2 separate regions of the Anas platyrhynchos genome follow, and region 1 is linked to region 2. Evidence: chromatin contacts called from public Hi-C data. All regions are on one chromosome and are shown on one strand. Each heading gives the region's core, a stretch centred on a gene start, on an enhancer-like site or on the middle of the called end of the contact. The rest is flanking DNA. Distances are from core to core; before and after follow the strand shown.

Region 1 (5,075 bases), core at 1,372-3,871, 180 kb after region 2:
CCCAGGAAGGCCAGCCATCTTAAACTGTGCGCTAAAAGAAAGAAGAGAATCCATAGGGAATGTAAAAGGGGGTGGATTAGAAGGAAGAATTATGCTGTGGAGGTTAAAAGATTGAGAACTGAAGAGAGAAAGGCCAGAAGCCGTGTTACACTTGACTTTGCTATTCACTTCAGTTCTCTGCAGAGTTTTTTAGCTTTGCAAATAAAAATTGAACAGGGAGGCAAAATTCTCCTCCTTGGGCTTTTCCAAGGAGCACGCACATGGGAAGCAGAGGGATGTGTGATGCCTTGTTTTAAACTGGTGCACAGGCAAGCCCACCTCGTAACATGGGAGCACATTCCTTGTCACCAAGAGGAGTTCCAAGAGGGGCTGGGCTCCCAGTACTTCCTCCTGCTTTCTCCATCTTCCAAAATCTGCACCGGTAGTATACTTTGTAATTACCCCCTCAGGAGGCTTGTTTAATTTTCTAGGGAAATAGCAGTCAACAAAGTTTGCCATTCACAGATTTCTCTGCAGTGTATGGTTAATTTGTTCTTGTCCCCCCTGTGCCAGAGAGGCGTTTCAGACTCACGCATAATCTGCTTGAAGGTAAGCTGATTTTGTCTGACCAGCATGTATATTTGTGTTTGCAGCTGGGAGCAGGATAAATAGTTTGGATGCTAGTCACAGGTCTAGGCTAACTTAGATTTCATGTGGCATTGCACTCAATGCCATGGCCAAGATGAACAGTGCTCAGGAAAAAGGGACAAGACAAGACTTGTGTCTGTAGGACTCCTGCCTCTTTTTTACTGTCCCATTTGGAAGATAAATGGTAAATTCAGGAGGAAGTTACAGGACCAAAAAAAAAAAAAATGGCCTCAGTTAACTAAGATGAATTTTAGTTCTCCATCTATAAAGCAGGAATAATAATATATATATTTTTGCTGGTGGAGGTGGTATATATGAAAATACATGCATTCTTGCTGTAAAGCACCACTGACTTGGTGACACAAAAATCAGTAATTTTATTCCCACTGCAGGAATGGAGAGTGTGTGAGAATAAGGTTTGGAATGATCCATTCATTGAACAGTATTTAATATGTAAACATTTGCTGAATGAGGCAGTGATTTTATAGGGGAAAAAAAAAAAAAAAAGGTGATAATGACATTTCCAGATTGTACCATACTGCAATTTCATGGAGAAACTGAAGGTTGTGTGAGCAACCTTAATAGAGGTGCTTCCTTTAGTTTTGCAGATGTTTTTGTCAGTTTGTGAGTGAATGACTCTAAAATCTTTATGTACTTCAGACTTAGTGTTGCATATTTATGTATATATATATGTACACGTACAGAGGGAAAGAGACAGGAAGTTTTATTATATGTGCGTATCTTTTATTACAAATGTTAAAGACTGAAATACTGTATTTTACATGCACACATAGTGCTCAGCACAGTGTGTCGGGGTGCGACAGTGCCATCCCATCCACTGGGGAGCAGGGAGCAAGATGCACCTGAGCTGCAGCCGGTCTGTGCGCAGAGTTTCACTGGGCTCAATGCAAAACGGAGCGATGCCTGGGGGTGCCAGATGGTGCACTTCTGGTGCCCGGTGCTGCTCATATCCACAGGGGCCTCCCGAGTGCAAGTCCATGGATGTGGCCAGAGGTACCTATTAGTGCAATTACTCTAAGAAACTACTTTTTAAAATGCCAAGAAAAGTATTCATTTAAAATTCCAATCTGTATTTTATGCTACATTTATTCAAGTTAGCATATTGCAATTCAGGCTAAGGATAAAAAATGAAGTTCATAGGCTACAGGCATTGATAAACACTGAGCAAAATGAGACATTTCGATGATTTACATAGAAAAAAATAATTTCTTGGGACATTATACAACAACATCTCTGTGTTTGCTTTATTCACTGCTGGGTGTATGCCTCAAGCTTTCTGCATGGCTCTACATTCTGTTAAAGACACGGCACTTCAGCAATTCACTGGCTTGCTTCTGTGGTAGGAGGGCAGCTTCTCCTGCATTGCTTCTGTCTGCAATGTAGCTTTTGCTGCTCTTTGAAAAGGAGTGGTGCATTAGAGTGAACAAAAGGTAAAACACACATTGTGAACAGTACTATTTCAGCAATTATTCTCATAATGTTAAAGCACAGTTAGAATTTTGTTTTTCTTTATTTTTTTTTACACAAATTACTAACTTTTGAAATGATCATACAAATATCATAGTTACTCCAATATATCTGCATTTCAGCCATTTCTTTTCTCCTGGTCTTCAGAGGTTCATATGAAATTTGACTGTTTCTTCCCTTTTATTTTCCACTTTTAAATATTGTAAATCAAGCAGATCAACACATCCAAAACATATCAGTTCTTTGAATCCTTCTGGAAGACTCCCTACTGTGCTCTCTGAATTTTTAAGCTTTTCAGCATCTCGTATGACAGCCAGTTTTCTTCCAATGGACACGTGCAATACGCAGCCTGTCAGCTTTTTCCCAACTCTGTCGCTCAGAGAGAACATTGCTGGGTTAACTTCTGTTTGATAGCTGCGAGCGCTCAGGCCTTTCTCAATGAACCCTGTAACCATACTTCTTGCAGGAGAAGAATAAACACACATTGCGGTAGCCCCTTGCTTAATCTTTCCCATGCTCACTTGCTCGCAGCCTGGAGTCACCAAGGCAGTGTGGTTTTGTGTGCCAGCCTCGCTCCGTGTGCTCCCTCTAGTGATCCAACCACGTAAAACATTTCTTTCCGAGGGGGGAGAGCTGGAATTTCCCAGATGGCTCACAAAACGTTTAATGAAGTGTGCAGCACAACCATTTCATTACAACATATTGTGTACTTTTGCCTTTAATAACTGCATTCCTCATCTGAGAAGTCTCTGTAGCTTTCAGAAATGAATTACAGTAGTATCATTTTTCTCAAAATATATTTTTCCATGACAAGAATAGCACTTTCCTAAACTATTGTATTTATTAGCAACCTGTTACCCTCTGACACCACTGTCATTTTCATCAGCCTTGATAAAGTGAGTATCATTTAAAATCTCCAGAAAAATTATTAAACCAGCTTTATTTTATTGGTTCCTCTTTTCTTTTCTTTTCTTTTCTTTTCTTTTCTTTTCTTTTCTTTTCTTTTCTTTTCTTTTCTTTTCTTTTCTTTTCTTTTCTTTTCTTTTCTTTTCTTTTCTTTTCTTTTCTTTTCTTTTCTTTTCTTTTCTTTTCTTTTCTTTTCTTTTCCTTTCCTTTCCTTTCCTTTCCTTTCCTTTCCTTTCCTTTCCTTTCCTTTCCTTTCCTTTCCTTTCCTTTCCTTTCCTTTCCTTTCCTTTCCTTTCCTTTCCTTTCCTTTCCTTTCCTTTCCTTTCCTTTCCTTTCCTTTCCTTTCCTTTCCTTTCCTTTCCTTTCCTTTCCTTTCCTTTCCCTTTCCTTTCCCTTTCCCTTTCCCTTTCCCTTTCCCTTTCCCTTTCCCTTTCCCTTTCCCTTCCCTTCCCTTCCCTTCCCTTCCCTTCCCTTCCCTTCCCTTCCCTTCCCTTCCCGAAACAAACAATAAAAAAGACTATAAAAGGTGAGAATTTTAATTCTGGTTTGATGGCAGGCAGAAAAATCAAGCCAATCACCTGAGGGTGAAATCATTTTCCTTGGTGGGACAGGAATTGTACTATCCTGATGAAGAACAAACGGACTTAGATGTTCTCCATCTTCAAGCTAAAGTATGAAGATCAGTGCTATTCCCAGGTGGCTGCTGCTTTAGCAGAGTTGCCCTTTTTTCCTGACAGTTTAGAGGCACTGAATTTGTAGAAATAGAGACTATACATGATTTCTTGCTTTTTGCTCTTTCTTTGCTTCTGTACATGCCGACCGTCAACTGCTTTTTCTCTGTCCACTGAGGATAGGAAGGATATATGCAATCTATCAAGATTGCATATAGGTAAAGCGGAAGGTCTTGCACTTACTTTCCACATGAAAGGTGAATTTTACCCTGTTAGACAGATATAATGATAGCATAAGGGAATCTATTCCTTCAGAATTAAAAAATAATAGTAATTAAAAGAAGGCATAATTAATACATTGACTTCCTGTACCTTATAGTACTTCTGCTTAAGTAATCATTCTTAATTTATTAAACAAGTTTTTGGCAACAGTACAGTTACTGGGGGATAGAGATGAGAATTAGTTATCCCTGGCAATTCCTAGCTAAATTAAGGAATTAAGAGGCAAAGAGACTGAACTGCCTTTTGATCCAGAAGTTGTTCTTCTGAAATAAACTCTTACATCTTTGGAGAAGTCATGTGTGACTTAGTTGCTGTGGACAGGGACAGGGGATGAGCTCCTTCCAAAGAGGTCCATTCAGCATGGATGTTCAATCCCCTGTAATTCATGTTGTTATGAAGAGCTGTGATTGAAATAATTTCACTTCTCTTATATTTGCATCAAGCTATTAGAAGAAAACACACTTTTTAAAAGCTGAGGCTTTATTTCCCATATCAGAATTCTGTCTGTGGAGCATCACCGAATTGGGTTTCATGTTCAATTCCTGACAGATATTTGAAAGAACTTCTGTTGTAAGCACAGCAGCAGCTGCAGCTCAGCTTCCCCTGTTTACAGTGTGAAAGTCATCCTATTCACTAAAGCCAAATTCTGGCGTTTTTGGACAAATGTTAACTTCCCATGAACTTCATCAAACACCGAGACTGACTGGGACAGCCTCCAGTCATGTGCCAACATCACTGCTTCAGTAAGTGTTTGTTTAGACACAAAGCACAGCATACAGGCAACATCCAGTTCTGGTGCCAGCTGGGTATTTCTCAAATCACTAGGTACAGGACTGGGTCCTAAATTTGCCAGTAGCCTGTGCAATTAAATAAACTAAACTTTGGAAAACTGAGAGCTGCTCGCATGTAGTTTTGCTCCATGTTGGTGGTGACTCTGGTAGATCCAAGAGGTATTAAATTTAATGTGCATGTGGGTGCCTGTGCACTCACTAATCAGTGCATGTGCAGTGAATCTTACTAGCCCAGAAACACAAAGTGATTTGTAATTATTTTATTACCAACCAGCAATTTTACACTAAAACCAATCTATAGCATAAACAA
Region 2 (5,178 bases), core at 1,623-4,122:
CAGCACTCCAGTTACAGTTCTGTTCCTTTAAGAGACAAATATCTGATACTACTGAGAAGGCCATCATTCCAAATCTGATATTTCAGTGATCAGAGAATGAGAAATATGCTGAAAGATTTTGCAGCTATACAAAACTATGAACTCACCTGGGGAACAATACCTTCAAGATTTTCTGTAGATGTCCCATATGAAAACAGTAATCATTTACAGCCATCCACATAAAAAGTCAAAGTTTTGTAAATGGGGCTGTTAAAAAATACTGTTTTAACATGTTTAGGTGACATTTGATTTACTTCTCTTGATTCTCTTTGATTTTGATTATTTTCTGCTTCAACAGACAGTTACCTGATTGTACTGCAAAATAAACAAACTTGACTGGCAAAATAAAAAAAAATAAAGAAAAAACACATCAAAACACTATGATAGGTGTGGTTTTGATGACTACATTTGTAGCTTTTTTGACTAGGTAAGTACTTAGTAACTTGTATAGCCTTTTAATCATACTACCCAGTTAAAGCTGGTCAGGTAAAAATGAAACAAAAACAGAGATAATTTTTTCCTATTGGAAAATGAAACGAAAGGACAAACTACACTGTTCTTCATTGTATGTGCTGGCTAAGAACAACTAAAATGTTGATGTTCATACTCAGAAATATGGTTTTGTTTGAAAGGTATATAGAAGCAATTTTAAAATCTTCCATGTTCCTGAATTATCTCAGTTTTATTAAATGACATTTTCTTCCAAAATCCCAACTTCCTTCTTTGTTGTTCTATAAAGCGTAAAGAAGGAAAGTGCATACACTGAAGGACACGTGAAGTTTATTTAGGTAGGCACAGCTGAGGAGGTATCGTGTATCAGAATGCTACAGAACAGTGTGAGTAACCACTAGGTTGTGCTGTCGGTCTAAAATTGAAGCCCCTGTATTTAAGAGACTGAAGTTTCAAAATTCTCAAGCGTGATGTAAACATAAAACCCTAGTGTTCTCATTTGGATATATCAGGAAAAAAAAAAAAAGTACAAAATACGTGTTTTTGTAAGGAAAGGGATTTGGTATTTGATCTATTGGAAAAAAAAAATTCCTATTATGCAAATATCCTTCACAGTCATACATGTACCAAGAGATTAAAAGAATGTCACAGCCACAACCATATTCAATTTACTAAATATCTATTATTAGAATTATAGTTTTTTTTTTGTTTGTTGGTTTTTTTTTGGTTTCTGTGGTAAGTCATCATTTGCATATATCTGCAAATACATGCAACATTTTTACACAAAAATAATTAAATGTGTTCTATAACACAGCATATATTCTTGCTTTTCTGTTGCTTGTGGTAAATGTAAACCTGTACCAAACAGTGGTCAATGAAGATTTGTGGATATCTGTTGTTACGCTGCATCATGAGTTGTAAAACAATGTGTGTTTATGAAAATGTAGTTTTCTCAAAATTGTTACCCTGGAAACATTGGATGCATGGTTGTTGAAATTTGCCAATTGTCACAACAATATTTTTTGTATACTTTAACCTAGAAATTGTTTCACGTTAGGCTTTTCCTGCACTTGTCACTTTGTAGTGGCTAACATACTCTTTCAGTTGTGTATGTAGGAAGCACATTGGTGAGCCACACATGAGAATTTACAGAAGGATCTATTATAGCTGTGAAAGCCAAGAATATGCTGTGAAGGGGGTGGTAGTTGGCAGTCCTTTCAACCTACCGACAATTCTTGCAGGCATTCAAAATTACAGATTTCCTTCAGCAACAAAAGGAGAAAACATCCTATCCTACTTGTGTATAGACAACACTTTTCATTATTGGTAGCAATTAAGTGATCTAATAAGCCTTTTAAATTTTTTTTTTGTCGTTTGTGTACTATTAAATGTAGTATGTCCAATCACTTCTGATGATACTCAGAAAGTGAAGTTTACTAAAGATAAGTTTAAATCATGCTTCCACAGTTATTTACCTATTGATGATGCTAATGGCCTACCAGAAGTGAAAGTTAGCACTGCAAAATTTTGTGTATTCTCTGGAAGTAAAAAAAACAAAAACAACCAAACAGCAACAACAAAAACACAGGATAAACCATTTAAAGAGAAAAAGTCCGTAGCTAATTAAAACCTGTCAGCATAACAGCTACTTCTTCTGAAGAACATGTTTTCTCTCTGCTCTTAACTTCTGAGAGGCAGGAACTGCATTCTCATCTGAGAACCAAGAATTCTTCCATTAGAATTCTAATTTTGATACCAATTCACTTGTAGCCTATGACGATTTATCACATGATATATATAGACGTGAAAAAGAAATAATATTTGTTTAGGAGCAATATGAAGATTAATTATTTAAATCATTCTGAAAATCAGCCTTATGCAGATATTATGATTATTTCTCAGCAGTTGATTCTAGTCTGGGATGACACCCAGAAAAGGACGTAAACACCTGATGTTGAAGTCAGGTGGAATTTGGGTGCCCTATATCAAAATTGCAGTCCTAAAAAGTATTTACATATCTGCCACTTCACACTTGAAGTACCTACATTTTTGTGGAAGCTCAGGCATTTTTATCGCGAGGTGCATAATAAAAAGAGCAGTCCAGCAATGCTCTTTCATCCTCTCAAAGGTAGTTAAGCGTTAATAGGGCTGAGTAGCCTATTAATTAACTCAGCTAACGTTCAATATGTGTCCAGAAATTAAGCATTCCTCTGTATGTCTCCCTGGAGAGTTCAGTCCAGTAGGTGAGTTCTGAAGATGCCTAGTAGGCTGGGACCCTGCAGCAACAGCTGGCCCCACAGTGGAAAAATCTGTTTCCCTTCAGACTGGAGCTGAGTGCTTAGAACAGACAGAAATGTGGATGAGATCCAGGTTCAATTCCCTCGTCTGTCTGAAAGGGCTCAACCCTTCCTTTGGAGTATGCTGTAGCCAGCAGGCAGCAGACTCTAGAATGTAGGAAAGATTCTTCAGTCTTCAATTTCACTTTCCAGTGATGTTCACTATTCACCATTTAAGTCTTGCAGTTAAGATGCACTGGTGAGAAAGAGTAACTTGTCATTTTTTTTTACAGAAACTAGAGAAATAGTCCTGAATAAGCACAAAAATACTTGGAGGAGTTGGGACTAGAACCCAGGATAGAGTGCTCTTGAGTGAGTGCCTGCTTACTTAATTGGCTTCTTATAGAACATAATGATTTTTGTAAATGTTCCACACGCATGTACTTTCCTGCATGCACTGCAAGAAGATTCTCTATACAGGATTCTGGATTCAATTATATGAGCCAGGAAGATGAAAATCAGATGTGGTATTTAGGAGTGCAGTGCTTTGTCTTTTTCTAGATCTGTCCTAGGTTCAGCAATAGGGATCCTAATATAGGATAAGGCAAACACAAACTCTCTCTTCCATTCTTTCTTTCTTTCTCTCTCTCTCTCTCTCCCTCTGTTCCTTCCTGTTCCTTTCTGTTCCATTTCTCTCCATGTTTGTGATCAGTTCTTAAAACAACTGGGTAAGAAACGTATTTGGAGCCTGATCTTTTTCTTCAGAAATCAAAGGGAAAATCCTTGTGCTGTTAGTCAAGTCAGACTTAGGCTCTGAATATTAATGGAAGAAGAAACATTTTGAGAAGTTTTGTGTATAGTTCCAAGTATACTTAGTACCCATGCGTTTTTGCTGTGATTTATCAAACCAGCTATTTTTGCCAAGTCAATACCTATCTCAGTTCTCTAAAACGAATTAATTAAAATTGATTTAAATTCAAGTGCTTTGAGATGTGATCTGTTAAGTGTCTGAAAGGGCTGCTAAAATGAGGACAAGAAAAGTAAATAGGCTTTTCTTTCCAGAATATATGCCTGACTTTGCTGTTATACTGGCATGCATATGTTTAACTGAAATATTTGTAACAGTTCGTGCATATGACTCGTCAGTCATTATGGAGTAAAGTTGTAAAAACGAGGTTTTTACTTGTTGAAGAATGTTGGTATAGAGAAATGTGAAGAATTATGAAGATGAAAATAGATTTGATCCTTGCCAACATTATAGGCTGTAGCATGACTGAACGATAATATTTGCACTAAATGCATCTCAGATAGATAGCTATTAGTTATTATTGGAGGAAAAAAAAGTTTGTCAATTGCCATGAAAACACATAAAACCAAAACTTTTCTAATGCAAAAGTGTTATTTGAACATGATAGTATTAGAGGCTCTATGAGTGCCTGTAATGAATTCCTTACTTTTGTGTTGCAGCTTAGAGAAATCCCTGAAACAGACCTAAAGACCCTGAACAGGGCCTCTAACAGAAAAAGAAGAAAAAAAAAAAAAAAGAAAAAGAAAAAGAAAACAACCCAAAACAAAACAAACCCTCTTCCATATTTTAAAGTGGCTTTTTAGGCCTCCTGAGTCTTTCTGGCACATCATTCTCAGACCCTTATGGACTGGGATGCTGCCAAAAAGCTCTTTTCCCACAAAACTTCAGTAAACTTTGAATGCTAGATGCTGCAATACAGTATTTCAAAATACTTAGAATATAGAAATTAGCCTCTGAATGAACCCAGCAATATTTTTCCTCAGTTTTCTTACAAATATAAGAAATTCTTTCTCTGTCTTACACTGGTTTAGAACTTTGCTTTTTTCTGTTTAAGAATTTGTTTTGTTTTAGCAGCGATATTGCTAGTATTGCTTAATAAACAATATGTGTTTATTCTAATGTAAGGATGCTTTGATTTTGCCAGACATTAAGTCATACTTACATTTAATTGAAACCACATCAAAATGTTTTATAACTATGAAGTATTTCAACTCAAATTACCCAGAAGAAGAAATATACCGAAGGAGTCATGGGCCAAATTCAACACTTAGGTACCACAGCTAGCAAAATTGAATCCAAGCAAGTGTGTAGCTTTTTTTTTTTAATTTTATTTTTATTTTTTCGATTCTCATCCATTGCTAGAACTTGTCAAACTTTAGCATTTATCAAATGCCATTGAAAATGGAGCTTTTGTACATAATCACCTTTATTTTCCTACACTTGCCTCTAACTCCTGTGCTTTCTGAAGTTTGGCATAAGCTCAGTTCATGTTCCAGGTAGTAATACTGTTTGTTCCATGTGTGCTTGAAGTAGTCCAAAGCTACAAGAACAGAGAGGGAGATTTCTTCTGATGCATTTTAAAATCCATAGACGGTGGCAAAGAAA

What was found. A called contact is a pair of places that touch in the nucleus more often than the background predicts.
Region 1: a Hi-C map of liver shows a contact between it and region 2, with 4 times the contacts expected there. The contact joins two enhancer-like sites. A contact is called at or near these places in 5 of 8 Hi-C or Micro-C datasets (F1 follicle, liver, skeletal muscle and 1 more).

The regions. Positions count from the first base shown.
Region 1 is chr4:37,562,905-37,567,979 of IASCAAS_PekinDuck_T2T, forward strand. No RefSeq gene overlaps it. Among named protein-coding and RNA genes, the nearest start is that of TTC29, 61 kb to the right of the region's middle. Within about 2 kb of position 2,622, at least 2 of the 8 cell types and tissues checked have an H3K27ac peak or open chromatin away from gene starts, as enhancers often do.
Region 2 is chr4:37,384,074-37,389,251 of IASCAAS_PekinDuck_T2T, forward strand. No RefSeq gene overlaps it. Among named protein-coding and RNA genes, the nearest start is that of TMEM184C, 8.9 kb to the left of the region's middle. Within about 2 kb of position 2,873, at least 1 of the 8 cell types and tissues checked has an H3K27ac peak or open chromatin away from gene starts, as enhancers often do.